Linked DNA regions of Capra hircus: region 2 is linked to region 1. The links are chromatin contacts, called in public Hi-C maps. All regions are on one chromosome and are shown on one strand. The core of a region is the stretch at or near the end of the contact, and the rest is flanking DNA. Distances in the headings are between cores, read along the strand shown.

Region 1 (6,152 bases), core at 2,287-4,786:
CATGGTTCCTGGTCTCAGAAGAAGAGTCCTGAAGCAGGCTGTCCACATAAAACCCAGACCAGAATATTATTAGAATATTCTCTAATAATAATATAATGTCAGTTCAGTTCAGTTCAGTTGCTCAGTCGTGTCCAACTCTTTGCAACCCCGTGAATTGCAGCACACCAGGCCTCCCTGTCCATCACCAACTCCCAGAGTTCACTCAAACTCATGTTGGACTCACGTACCTAGAGCAGAGCCTAATGTATAACAGGTACTTGATAAATGGAAGGTCTTATGACTCACATCTCTGCCCTTGTCAGTAATTAGCAACTTGACTTATCTTCCAAGGAAAAGAGTAGCACAGTAGAAAATGTTCTAAGCTTGACTCAGCTGATTCCAGTGTCTGTTTGGGAAATCTCTTTCCTGCTGTCAGTTTCCTTATCTGTAGAACCAGAGTGAATGGACAGAATCAGTATTTTCACACATGGCTGTACATCACAATTGCCTGGAAACTTATTGAAAGCATGTCTCCCAAACTCCATCCCTGGAAGTTTAGATTCAGTGGGCCGAGGACAGGCTTTGGCGTTTACATTTTGTAAAATTCCACGAGAAAATGGATGAACGAATGTGGTGTATTTACAGTGGAATACTAATCAGCTATTGAAAAAAAGAACAAACTACTTAAACATACAAAAAAATGAATGAAGCCTCAAAGACATTATATTGAGCAAAGGAAGTCAGATACAAAAGCTGAATCATCATTCAGTATGATTCCATTTGCGTGCTCAGTCATTCAATCATGTCCTACTCTTTTGTGACCCTGTGGACTGTAGCCCACCAGGCTCCTCAGTCTGTGGAATTCTCTAGGCAAGAATATCGGTGTGGGTTGCCATTTCCTATTCCAGGTGATTTTCCCAACCCAGGAATCAAACCTCCATCTCCTGCTTGGCAGGTATATTCTTTACCACTGAGCCACCTAGGACCCCCTGTGATTCCATTTATGTGAGTATAAAAACCAGCAAAATCAATCTATGGTGGTAGGAGTCAGAATAGACATTACCCCTGATGGGTAAAAATGGATATTGCCTGGAAAGAGGCACAGTGGAACTTTTAGGAATGGAAGAAATATTCTATGCCTTGATCTGAGTGGTGGTTACACAAGTATATAAAGTTAGAATTCATCAACCTTGATACATAAAATTGGTGCATTTTATTGTATAAAAATAATAATATCTTAACAAAGTACTCTTAGCAAAGGAGCAAAATGTTCTCCTGACAACCCTAATGCACAGCCAGGTTTAAGTTTCTTGGACAAGATGATTCCTAAGATCTCCTTCAGTGCTAAAGCTCTGTGGTTCTTATATCCTCATTTCAGGTCCCCTTAGTACTCTTGCCTGGAAAATTCCATGGACTGAAGAGCCTGGTAGGCTATAGTCCATGGGGTCACAAAGTGTCGGACACGACTGAGCGACTTCACTTTTCACTTAGTCATTTTTATCCACAAATTAGATTATTTCTTTTACCTTTCTTTTTAAATTTTTTATTTATTTTACTTTTGGCAGTGCTGGGTCTTGGTTGCTGTGCACGGGCTTTCTCTGGTTGTGGTGCACAACTTCTTATTGTAGTGGCTTCTTTTGTTGTGGCACACAGGTTTAGTTGTTCCGCGGCACATGGGATCATGCCAGACCAGGGATCGAACCAGTGTCCCCTGCTTTGGCAGGTGGATTCTTTACCACCGGACAGCCAGGAAATCCCTCTTTTACCTTTCTTGATTAAATGCAAGATCAAAGATATTAAGAAAAGCCATAGTGTGTTAGTGTTAGTCTCTCAGTCACGTCTGACTCTTTGTGACCCTATATTCTGTAGCCTGCCAGGCTCCTCTGTCTATGGGATTCTCCAGGCAAGAATACTGGAGTGGGTAGCCATTCCCTTCTCCAGGGGGTCTTCCCAACCCAGGGGTTGAATCCAGGTTTCCTGCATTGCAGGCAGATTCTTTACTGTCTGCGCCACCAGGGGAGCCCTAAGAAAAGCCATAGTCCTGAATATATCTTAGCACTCAGATAAGGGATGCTGCTGCAGTTTAACAGTTGTCTAAGCCCCAATACGACAGAACAAAGGCCAAGGGGAAAAATATGAAACCACCATCTGACTGAAGTCTGCTATAATATGAAATCTGACATCTCTCCAGTCTTGTTGGCCCAAAGGGACCAACAAATCTGAGGATTTTCTGTTGCTGGTTTTCTTTTCTCTTCATTCATTTACCAAATATTTATTGAGTGCCTTGCTTTGTGCTAAGTACTGCTGGGTAGTGGGAGCAACAAAACGAATATGATAGCAAGGTCCCTGCCCTCAGGAAGTTTAAATTCTATAAGAAAAGGAAAGCCCATACGAAATAAATATTTATTATTAACAATTATTAATTGTTACATTGTGGGTAAGTGCTATGAAAGAAATAGGATGATGAGACAGATAAATACCAAGGAAGGACGCTTTTTAGATAGAGTGGTCAAAGGAGGGCCACCATTTGTACAAACAATATTTATACAGAGATCCAAAGATTGCCAATGATCCAGCCAGGTGAAGAACTAAAAGAATCAAGTTCAAGACCAGGGAATGAACATTAGGGCCAAAGTAGAAGAAGTACAATATGTCTAAAACCTAGTAATTGAGTGGGAGAGTCTATCAGATGAGGGCAGAGTGAGTAACAACAGGGCCTTATAAGAATTTGTGATCTTATTTAAAGAGCAGTGGGAAACTATTAAAGTCTTTAAGCAGGGGATGATATGTGATTTTAATTCCCCCTCTCCCTACCCCTCAAAAAAAAAAAATCTCTTTACTATTTTGGAAATGGATGAAACAGGACAAGAATGAAGACAGGACGTTAATTACAGTTGTCCAGGCAATAGTCCCAGAGGTTCAGAATCTGCTGAATTGCTAATCAAAGCTACTCTAGCTTTAGTAACTCGGTTAACCAAAGACAGAGAACAAGAGCAAACAACTTCAGAAGTTAGTGAATTCCTCATGCTCAGTTGGCCTTGTCTTTCTAATATTTTGCCCACATGTCTAGATGAGGCTGATTTAAAGGATCCCTCAGAAGGTGGGGCTCAGTCCCTAAAGTACCTTTCTTCAAACTCACTCACAGGAGGCAGTCTTGAGAAGTGAGCCAAAATTTGTGACCAAGGCTCTCCAGGTGCTTTTCATAACTTTCTTTTTCTCTTTTAGGGTCTCACACTCACCCTCAGCAGAATCTACCCTCCTAACACAGTGCCCCCAAACTCTCTCGAACCCTTCTTTCTTTGCTTCTTCTTTCCTTTCTTCAGATGTCTGCCCTTAGATAGGAAAGTAGAAAACTAATCCAGTAGTACTAATTGCTACCAACTTAACCATGACCAAGAGCATTTGCACTTGATCCTTATAGCCCATAAGACATGCTATGGAATCTGACTAGTTAAGGGAAGATATTTTGAGGAAGAATGTGGCTTAAATTCTGTTTTGTGAATTATCCCTCTCTGTTTTCACATGGAATTCAGACTGGCTGACAGAGGTTGTTTGAAGGAAAACATTAACTGGAGACACCATTGATTGTGGACCCTGAGGCCTGGATCTGCAGGTAGAGGGATTCAGAGCAACATAGGGTGGGACTGGCTTTCCATAGAAATCTTAAGAGAGGGCAGTCCAGGCAGTCCCCAAGTAGAGGGTGCCATCTTACTTGGCTGAAGGCAAGAACCCAGAAAGAGGCCAGTGCAACGGGCCTGGAGGAGGCAAGACTTAAACAGGCTTCCGAAGGGAAGTATAGGATTTGCAGAGGAGATGATGAATGGCCATGACATTCTAAACAGGTGAATGGGGGAATTCCCTGGCAATTCAGTGGTTAGGAATCTGTGCTGTCACTCCCGAGGGCTTGGGTTCAATCCCTGGTCGGGAAACTAAAAATCCCTCAAGCCATGTGGTGTAGCCAAAAATGAAAGAAATAGCATAAAATAAACAAGGGGAATGAAGCCCTTGTTTTCACATTAGAAGGTACAAGTCCACAACTCTGCCCATAACTTGCTCCCTATTTTTCACCCAAGGTTGTAGAGAGAAAAGCTGGAGGTCAAGCATAAACCCATATCTGACAATGACTGATTCTCACTGATGCTGATGGTGCTAACTTTTCCTTCCTTCTCTTCTCTCCCGACCTGGGCAAGTTGGAGTCCTCTTAGGGATAGGCAACACTAAGTCACAACCCTGGTCTTGTGAGTTGGATGAGCCATGGTTTATTCTTTTTAAAGAGAAACAGCCCATTCAGAGAGAAACAAAATCAACATCTCGGCTTGGCTATAAATAATTGCCCCACTCTTTAGAAAGTCTAAGACCTAAGAGCTCTGAATCTAATCAGTGTCTCAAAGGGCTGTGATCTACCATATACAGAGAGAGACCAGACCACAGCACAATTTATCTCTTCCTTTTTTTTTTCAGTATTGTGAGAATATTTTTAAACATGGAGAATTTCACGTAACCTCCACCCAGAGTCATCCATATTTATTACTATATTTGCTTCAAGTCTTTTTTCTTTAAAACAAATTACAGAGGGAACTCCCTGGAGGTCTAGTGTTTAGGACTCCATCCTTCCAAAAAAAATTACAGATAAAGTTAGAGTTTCACTTACCCTCTTGTTCCAATCCCCATAATTTTTATATTTCTTCAACTTTTCCTCCCTACTTCACTTTCTCTTCTGTACTTTCCTTTTCTGACTATTTTGCGTGTGCTGCATGCTAAGTCACTTCAGTCGAGTCTGACTCTTTTCAACCCTATGGACTGCAGTCTGCCAGGTTTGTCTGTCCATGGGATTCTCCAGGCAAGAATACTGGAGTGGGTTGCCACGTCTTCTTCCAGGGGATCTTCCCAACCCAGGGATCAAACCCAAGTCTGCTGAGTCTCCTGCATTGGCAGGTGGGTTCTTTAGCACTAGCGCCACCTGGAAAGCCCCACCTGTTTAATTTTCTTCTCATTAATTCTTTTTTTTTTTTTTTTTTTCTTTTTTCACCATGCCACGCAGCTTGTGGGATTTTAGTGTCCCAACCAGGGATTGAACCCCTGCATTCATCAGTGATAACACAGAGTCCTAGCCACTGGACCACCAGGGAATTTCCCTCTTCTCATTAATTCTAAACCTAGTGAGTTTAATATTTTATACACTCTTCTAAATATGTTTTTCAAAATAGAAGACCAATTTATTTTTTTTTTTAATTTTAAAATCTTTAATTCTTACATGCGTTTAGAAGACCAATTTAAAAGGAGACTTCTTTAAGGGTCTTGATAAAATATCTGGTCCTTATTTGAAACAGGTTTCCACTCCAAGATAAAAGTTATGATTATTAAATTATATGGTGTTTTTTCTTATGTAACTTTTAAATTGCCTTTAGAATGTCTAGAATTCTAAAGATATTTTAAGCAACTTGCAGCATTAGAATGAATTTATGGCCTCTCAGAATTACAATTTTTAGTAAAAACACTTAACAGGCTATCTTAATTCTGGTTGTGTCAACTTCAGTTCAGTTGCTCAGTTGTGTCTGACTCTTTGCAACCCCATGGACTGCTGCACTCCAGGCCTCAAACTCATGTCCATTAAATCAGTGATGCCATCGAACCATCTCATCCTCTGTCATCCCCTTCTCCTGCCTTCAACCTTTCCTAGCATCAGGGTCTTTTCCAACGAGTCAGTTCTTCGCATCAGGTGGCCAAAGTATTGGAGTTTCTGCTTCAGCATCAGTCCTTCCAATGTGTCAGCTTAAAATGAAAATTATTTTTTAATTATAAATTCTCCTGATTTAGGCCCTATATTACTATCCTTACTAGACGTGGCTATAAATCATTGTCTGCTTCCTGAAATCAGATTTATTTTCAGAGGGCAAATTCTTACCATCAAAAGGAATATTCAACAGAGTGTATTGCAGCCTCTCTGAAGGGGATGCTGCTCATATGGAATCACAGCAGGTTATGTTACTGAACTCAGGTCTGGTTGCTTGTTGCTCAAAAATTATTTGAGAGGCAAGTGTTGGTAGAAATAGAAAATGTTGCTTTTAATCAGAAAGCCAGCTTTCTAGGGAGAAGGTGGACTCAGGTCCCCAAAAACCAACTCTGAAGATTCTGCTAGGCCATGGAAGTTTTTTAAGGGAAAAGGGGATGTA
Region 2 (6,088 bases), core at 68-2,567, 150 kb after region 1:
TTCACTTTTCACTTTCATGCATTGGAGAAGGAAATGGCAACCCACTCCAGTGTTCTTGCCTGGAGAATCCCAGGGACGGAGGAGCCTGGTGGGCTGCCGTCTCTGGGGTCACATAGAGTCGGACAGGACTGAAGCGACTTAGCAGCAGCAGCAGCAGTTATGGAACTGTGGTTTTAAATCATGAAATTAACATCGAGCAAGACTAGAGATCTCAGTTCTTGGCTGCATCTTCTGTTCTGACCTTGGACCATTCATTTTGATTGGATTGTTTGTCTATTATTGAGTTCTAAGAGTTCTCTGTGAATTCTGGGTATAAGCCCTTTATCAGATAAGTGTTACATCTTAGAGATATATTCTCCCAGCCTTTTGCTTCTTTTTTCATTTTCTTAATGGTGTCTTTTGAAGAGTTCAGTTCAGTTCAGTCGCTCAGTCATGTCCGACTCTTTGTGACCCCATGAATCGCAGCACGCCAGGCCTCCCTGTCCATCACCAACTCCCAGAGTTCACTCAGACTCACGTCCATCGAGTCAGTGATGCCATCCAGCCATCTCATCCTCTGTCGTCCCCTTCTCCTCCTGCCCCCAATCCCTCCCAGCATCAAGGTCTTTTCCAATGAAGAGTAGAAGTTGAAGAGTAGAAGTTCCTAATTTTAATAAGGCTAAATTTCTCAATTTTATCTTTTGTGGACAGTACTTTTGGTGTCACAGCTAAGAAATCTTTGCCTGATTGGGCACTCCATTTAACTTTGCTGGATTCCCATACATTTATCTGTAAGAACAAATAAGATGTGTGCGGTATTTTGCTTTCTTTGAAATGATGTTTTATTCAGTTCCTTTGGGACTCAAAGTAGAGGAGGTAGTCTTTGTAAATTTTTTTTAATTGGAGTATAATTGCTTTGCAATATTGTGTTAGTTTCTGCTATACAACAAAGTGAATTAGCTATATATACACATACATCCTCTCCCTCCTGAGCCTCCTTCGCATCCCCCTGTCTCACCCCTGCGGTCATCGCAGAGCGTGAAACGGTGCTCCCTGTGCTGTACAGCTCCCCACTGGCTGTCTGCATGCTCGTGTGTGCTGTCCGTGCCGCTCGCTCCGTTCGTCCCACCCTCCCCTTCCCCCATGGCTGCACGTCTGGTCTCTATTCCTGCCCTGCATATAAGTTCATGGGTACCATTTTCTTAGATCCCACATATATACGTTAATGTACAATATTTATTTTTCTCTTTCTGACTTCACTCCGTATGACAGACTCTAGGTTGATCCACATTACTGCAAATGACACAGTTTTGTTCCTCTTTAATGGCTACTATCCCCTACATTTGTGTACCACATCTTCTTTATCCATCTGTCTGTCGATGGAGGGTTAGATTGCTTCCGTGTTCTGGCTGTTGTAAATAGTGCTGCAATGAACACTGGGGCACTTGTGTCTTTTTGAATTATGGTATTCTCAGGGTATATACCCAGTAGTGGGATTGCTGAGTCATATGGTAGCTCTATTTTTAGTTTAAGGAACCTCCATACTGTTCTTCATAGCGGCTGTATCAGTTTACATTCCCACCAACAGTGCAAAGCGTTCCGTTTTTTCCACAGAGTCTCCAGAACTTATTGTTTATAGATTTTTTTGAGAGGAGGTAGTCTTGGAATAGAATACTAAGGTGAAAATTTGCAGGCCCAAACTGGAGTGTAAAATTGACTCTGCTTTCATAATCCTATTTGTTTCCTAATGGATAAATGGTTATTTGTCCCAAATGGCAACCCACTCCAATATTCTTGCCTGGAGAATCCCATGGACGGAGGAGCCTGATAGGCTATAGTCCGCGGGGTCGCAAAGAGTTGGGCACAACTGAGCAACTTCACTCACTCACTCACTCTGCCCCCAGTGTTTAGAACTCTTGGAAATAAATGATTCTGATTTTTTTCCCTGGATTTTTAATACAATATTTAAAACTATGCTTTTTAGTTCTTTTGATATAAATGCATCAATTTGTTTATGTAGTATACATAGACATTACTTGTTAACTCATTATTGACATCTGGTTTCCTCAGTAATTCTCTTTCTAAAGAAATGTTTATTTTGGCTTCCCTGTGTCTTTGTTTCTGCTCTCAGGCTTCCTCCAGTTGCCGTGAGCAGGAGCTACTCCCCGGCTGCAGTGTGCAGACTCCCCATTGCTGTGGCTTGTCTTGCTGTGAAGCACAGGTTCTGGGCACATGGGCTTCAGTAGTTGCTCAGTGGCATGTGGAATCTTTCTGGAACAGGGATCAAATCTGTGTCCCTTGTATTGGCAGGTGGATTCTTAATCACTGAACTACCAGGGAAGACTGATAATTCTTAAACAATGTGTAAAAATGATCTGAGAAAGGCTTGTTGGAAGGATGGGATGGTGGCTGTCCAGAGTCTTTATTTTGAGGAGAATTTATGGGTTTTAAGAGATGGTCAGAAACAAGAGTTCCTGGACACCAGGAAATTGAGCTTTATATTTAATCGAGTTGTATAGTTTCGCACAAGACTTTTGGCCGAAGAGAGCAATATTTAGAGTAGTACAACAGTAGTTATATTTATTGTGGCATGTTAAATCCTTTAAACTCTAGCAGTAAATAATCAAAGCCAGGACGCAGCTTATAATAATAGTTAATACTAAGATGTTTATCCAAAAGCTGTTTGGGAGAACTGGGAGAGAAATTGCCTTCTGTAATACTAGGTGCAAAGTTCAAACCAGCAAATGAATGTTAAAAGTTACAGTTCTGGTGCCAGTTTCCTTCAACTCTTTTATACTGTTGAACCTTGAAAATTGTACCTTCTTAATGTTTCTCTTTGGGATTCCCTGGTGGCTCAGACGGTAAAGCATCTGATCACAATGCGGGACACCCGGGTTTGATCCCTGGGTTGGGAAGATACTCTGGAGAAGGAAATGGCAACCCACTCCAGTACTCTTGCTTAGAAAATTCCATGGATGGAGGAGCCTGGTGGGCTACATACAGTCCATGGGGTTGCAAAGAGTCAGATACAACTGAGCGACTTCACTTCATGTTTCTCTTTGAGTAAGATAATTGTCTTTTTTACGCCTATGCTTTAGAATTCACACTGGATTCCTATTTGGCTGGAAGATGGGGAAGAACTCTGGATTATCTGAGATCATTACACGATGTTCAGAGCCAAAGTGTCACTGTTGTGGGGGATAGGGTATGGTCTACATCCTGCTTCCTTATTAAGGTAATTTTTTTCCAATAAATAGGAAAGCAGCTTTTCCCCATTGTGAATGGATCTGAGTTAGTTTCTCTCCTTTTGTTGAGAAATTAAGTTATGGGAATTCGCATTTACTTTCTACCCCAACCCAAAGAACTCTTAATCCCTCTGTCAGTATCTTTGTCAACCCATGAGCCAAAGTTAGCTCCTTTGCTGTCATTAGTGGAGAATGAGATCTAAACATTGCTCTTACAGTCTTTGCTGCTGTGACCCCAGTGAACAGGAATTAGTTTTCAGCTCAGCTGGGTAATGTGGCTACTGGTTGCACACATCAGAACTACTTCAAACCCCCATGTTTCCACTTCCAACTGGGTTGAGGCTGGAGTCCATTCTGCATTGTAGTGGCTGGTGAATGAGGACAGATTTTTCAAAACAGGTCTTTTGATATGTAGCTCTTTCACTTGAGTAGGGGTTTGGGAGCATGGCTGAGTGGCCCTATCCATGGGAGACTACTCAATATTTAGTTACCACATATGCTTTTGTATTTTAGTAAGGCTGAGAGTTTAGCTTCATTTGGTTTTAGTTCTCTGAATACCACTGTGTATTTTAGCTCTTTGAACTCTGTCTGTAGTTAATGCTTCAGCAAGCAGTTTTTCTCCTTACTGGTTTTGTGTGTTTTCTGAAATGTCTTTTTGGTGGCTTCTTTTAAGAAATTACAGGCCTATATAAAATTATCAAGTTTTGTAAGATAAATTAGACATGGCCTATAAAAATAACTGATTATGTTGGATGTGTTATTTCTGAAAAGGAACCTAAGCAAATTTCATAATGCCCTGGTTATTTAATGATTTTTGTATAAATAGGACACATATTTAAAATAAGGCTAGAAATGGAGTTTCTCTGTTTGTTACTTATGGGATAAGATGTTACTGAAATAATCTTGTGAAATGTGTGTCTTTCCACATTTTTTTTTCCCCACTGCCTTTCATGGAGCTGTTAAGGTTAGTTTTTATTGCTGGCAATGTTTTAGCACCTTTTTACATTAGACATTCAGTCACATTTTTCTAATGTGATAGTAAACATTACTCAAAATAAATGGTAAAGTATTAAGAATTGGCCCTGTTTTAAGTTTCTTTGTACCTGACAAGACTAATAAATAATGGATTATTTTAATATTGTACTAGATATTCAAATTGCTATCTTCATTGACTCAAATCACAGTGGTTTACTAGGTGAAGATATAGGCTCTACAGTGTATTCGATTGTGAAAGTGTTTTAAAAAATCATGTGAAACGTCACAGTTTTCCATAGGAAATTCATAGTCACCTATTTCCATTTCTGTGAATTTTAAAGCTGTAAATGGAGGCAAAGTTGAAATTGGCTTTAGAAATTATCTTTGGAGGAGGTGAAAGAAGAGTAGATTAAAAATGAAAGAGACATTAAAACAGATAGATTAATCTAGCAATGAGATACAGAGGTAGAAGAGAGATCCTTAAAAGGGAGATGAGTCCTGGAGAGAACTCCGCAAGATACATAAATCTATTGTCAGATGTTTGTTGTTGTTGTTGTTGTTGTTGTAAAAACTAAGAGCATTTTTTGGTCCCCCAGCCCCATTCCTTAGGAAGCACTCATTTTTCTGTCCCAATGTTTTTGCCTTTTCCAGAATGTCCCATAAATTGAAATCATAGGCTATGTTAGTTTCTTAGGATTGCTGTAATAAATTGCCACAAACTGGGCAGTTTTAAAACAGCACAGCTTCATTTTCCCCCCATGTTCCAGGAGTCTAAAAGGCCAAAATAAGGTATAACTAAAGTTGGAACTTCTCAGGAATAATCTGTTCTATGCCTCTGATTTCTCGCATTCCTTGTCTTGTGTATATATATATCTCCAGTTTGTGTCTTCATCTTTAGCTTGATCCATTATATTTGTGATTTATATTTGATTGTATTTGTGAAGATCCTTTAAGACCAAGTAAAGTCAAATTCTCGTTTCCACATGGACATAAATTTGAGGGGAGACACTGTTCAACCCAGTGGTAGTCTTTAAAATTTTTAATTAATGTTTTAAGTGTTTAAAAAAATTATCATACAGTGATTGGCTTTTTTTTGGGTGTTCAGTTCGGTCACTCAGTCGTGTCTGACTCTTTGCAATCCCATGGACTGCAGCACGCCAGGCCTCCCTGTCCATCACTAACTCCTAGTTTACTCAAACTCATGTCCATTGAGTCAGTGATGCCATCCAACCATCTCATCCTCTGTCGTCCCCTTCTCCTCCCGCCTTCAATCTTTCCCAGCATCAGGGTCTTTTCCAATGAGTCAGTTCTTCATATCAGGTGGCCAAAGTATTGACTTTCAGCTTCAACATCAGTCCTTCCAGTGAATATTTTTGGGTGTACAGTTGTATGAGTTTTAACACATTTATTGATTCTTGTAACTAATACCACAATCAGGATACAGAACAATGTCATCACACCAAAAACCTCCCTTGTACTGTATTTTTTAGTCAAACTCACCCTCAGTTCTTAACCTCTGGCAGCAACAAATTTGTTCTCCATGTCTTTGTTTTGTCTTTCGGAGACTGTCGCATATATAGAATAGTACATATTAAACTTTTTGAGAAGGGGTTTCACTCAGTATGATGCCTTTGAGATTCCTCTGAGTTGTATTTTTAAAAAATTATTTACTTTTGGCTGCACTGGTATTTGTTGCTAGAATGGGCGTTCTCTAGTTGTGGTAAATGGAGCTACTCTTCATTGTGTGTGAGCTTCTCATTGTGGTGGCTTCTCTTGTTGGGGAGCACAGGCTCTAGGTGTGCAGGCTTCAATAGTTGCAGCATGCGGGCTCAGTAGTTGCAGTTACCAGAATTAGTTGCTCTGAAGCATGTGGAATCTTCCCGTACCAG

The links. Hi-C and Micro-C count contacts between places; a contact is called where the count stands out from the background.
Region 2: a Hi-C map of blood shows a contact between it and region 1, with 6 times the contacts expected there. The contact joins the enhancer-like site here to the promoter of ASIP in region 1. A contact is called at or near these places in 2 of 5 Hi-C or Micro-C datasets (blood and liver).

What each region holds. Positions count from the first base shown.
Region 1 is chr13:63,225,173-63,231,324 of ARS1.2, forward strand. It overlaps ASIP (agouti-signaling protein), which reads left to right and starts at 3,537. Exons shown (of 4, transcript XM_018057736.1): 1 at 3,537-3,592.
Region 2 is chr13:63,376,099-63,382,186 of ARS1.2, forward strand. All of the region lies in intron 2 of ITCH (E3 ubiquitin-protein ligase Itchy homolog), which reads left to right. Among named protein-coding and RNA genes, the nearest start is that of ITCH, 16 kb to the left of the region's middle. Within about 2 kb of position 1,318, at least 2 of the 5 cell types and tissues checked have an H3K27ac peak or open chromatin away from gene starts, as enhancers often do.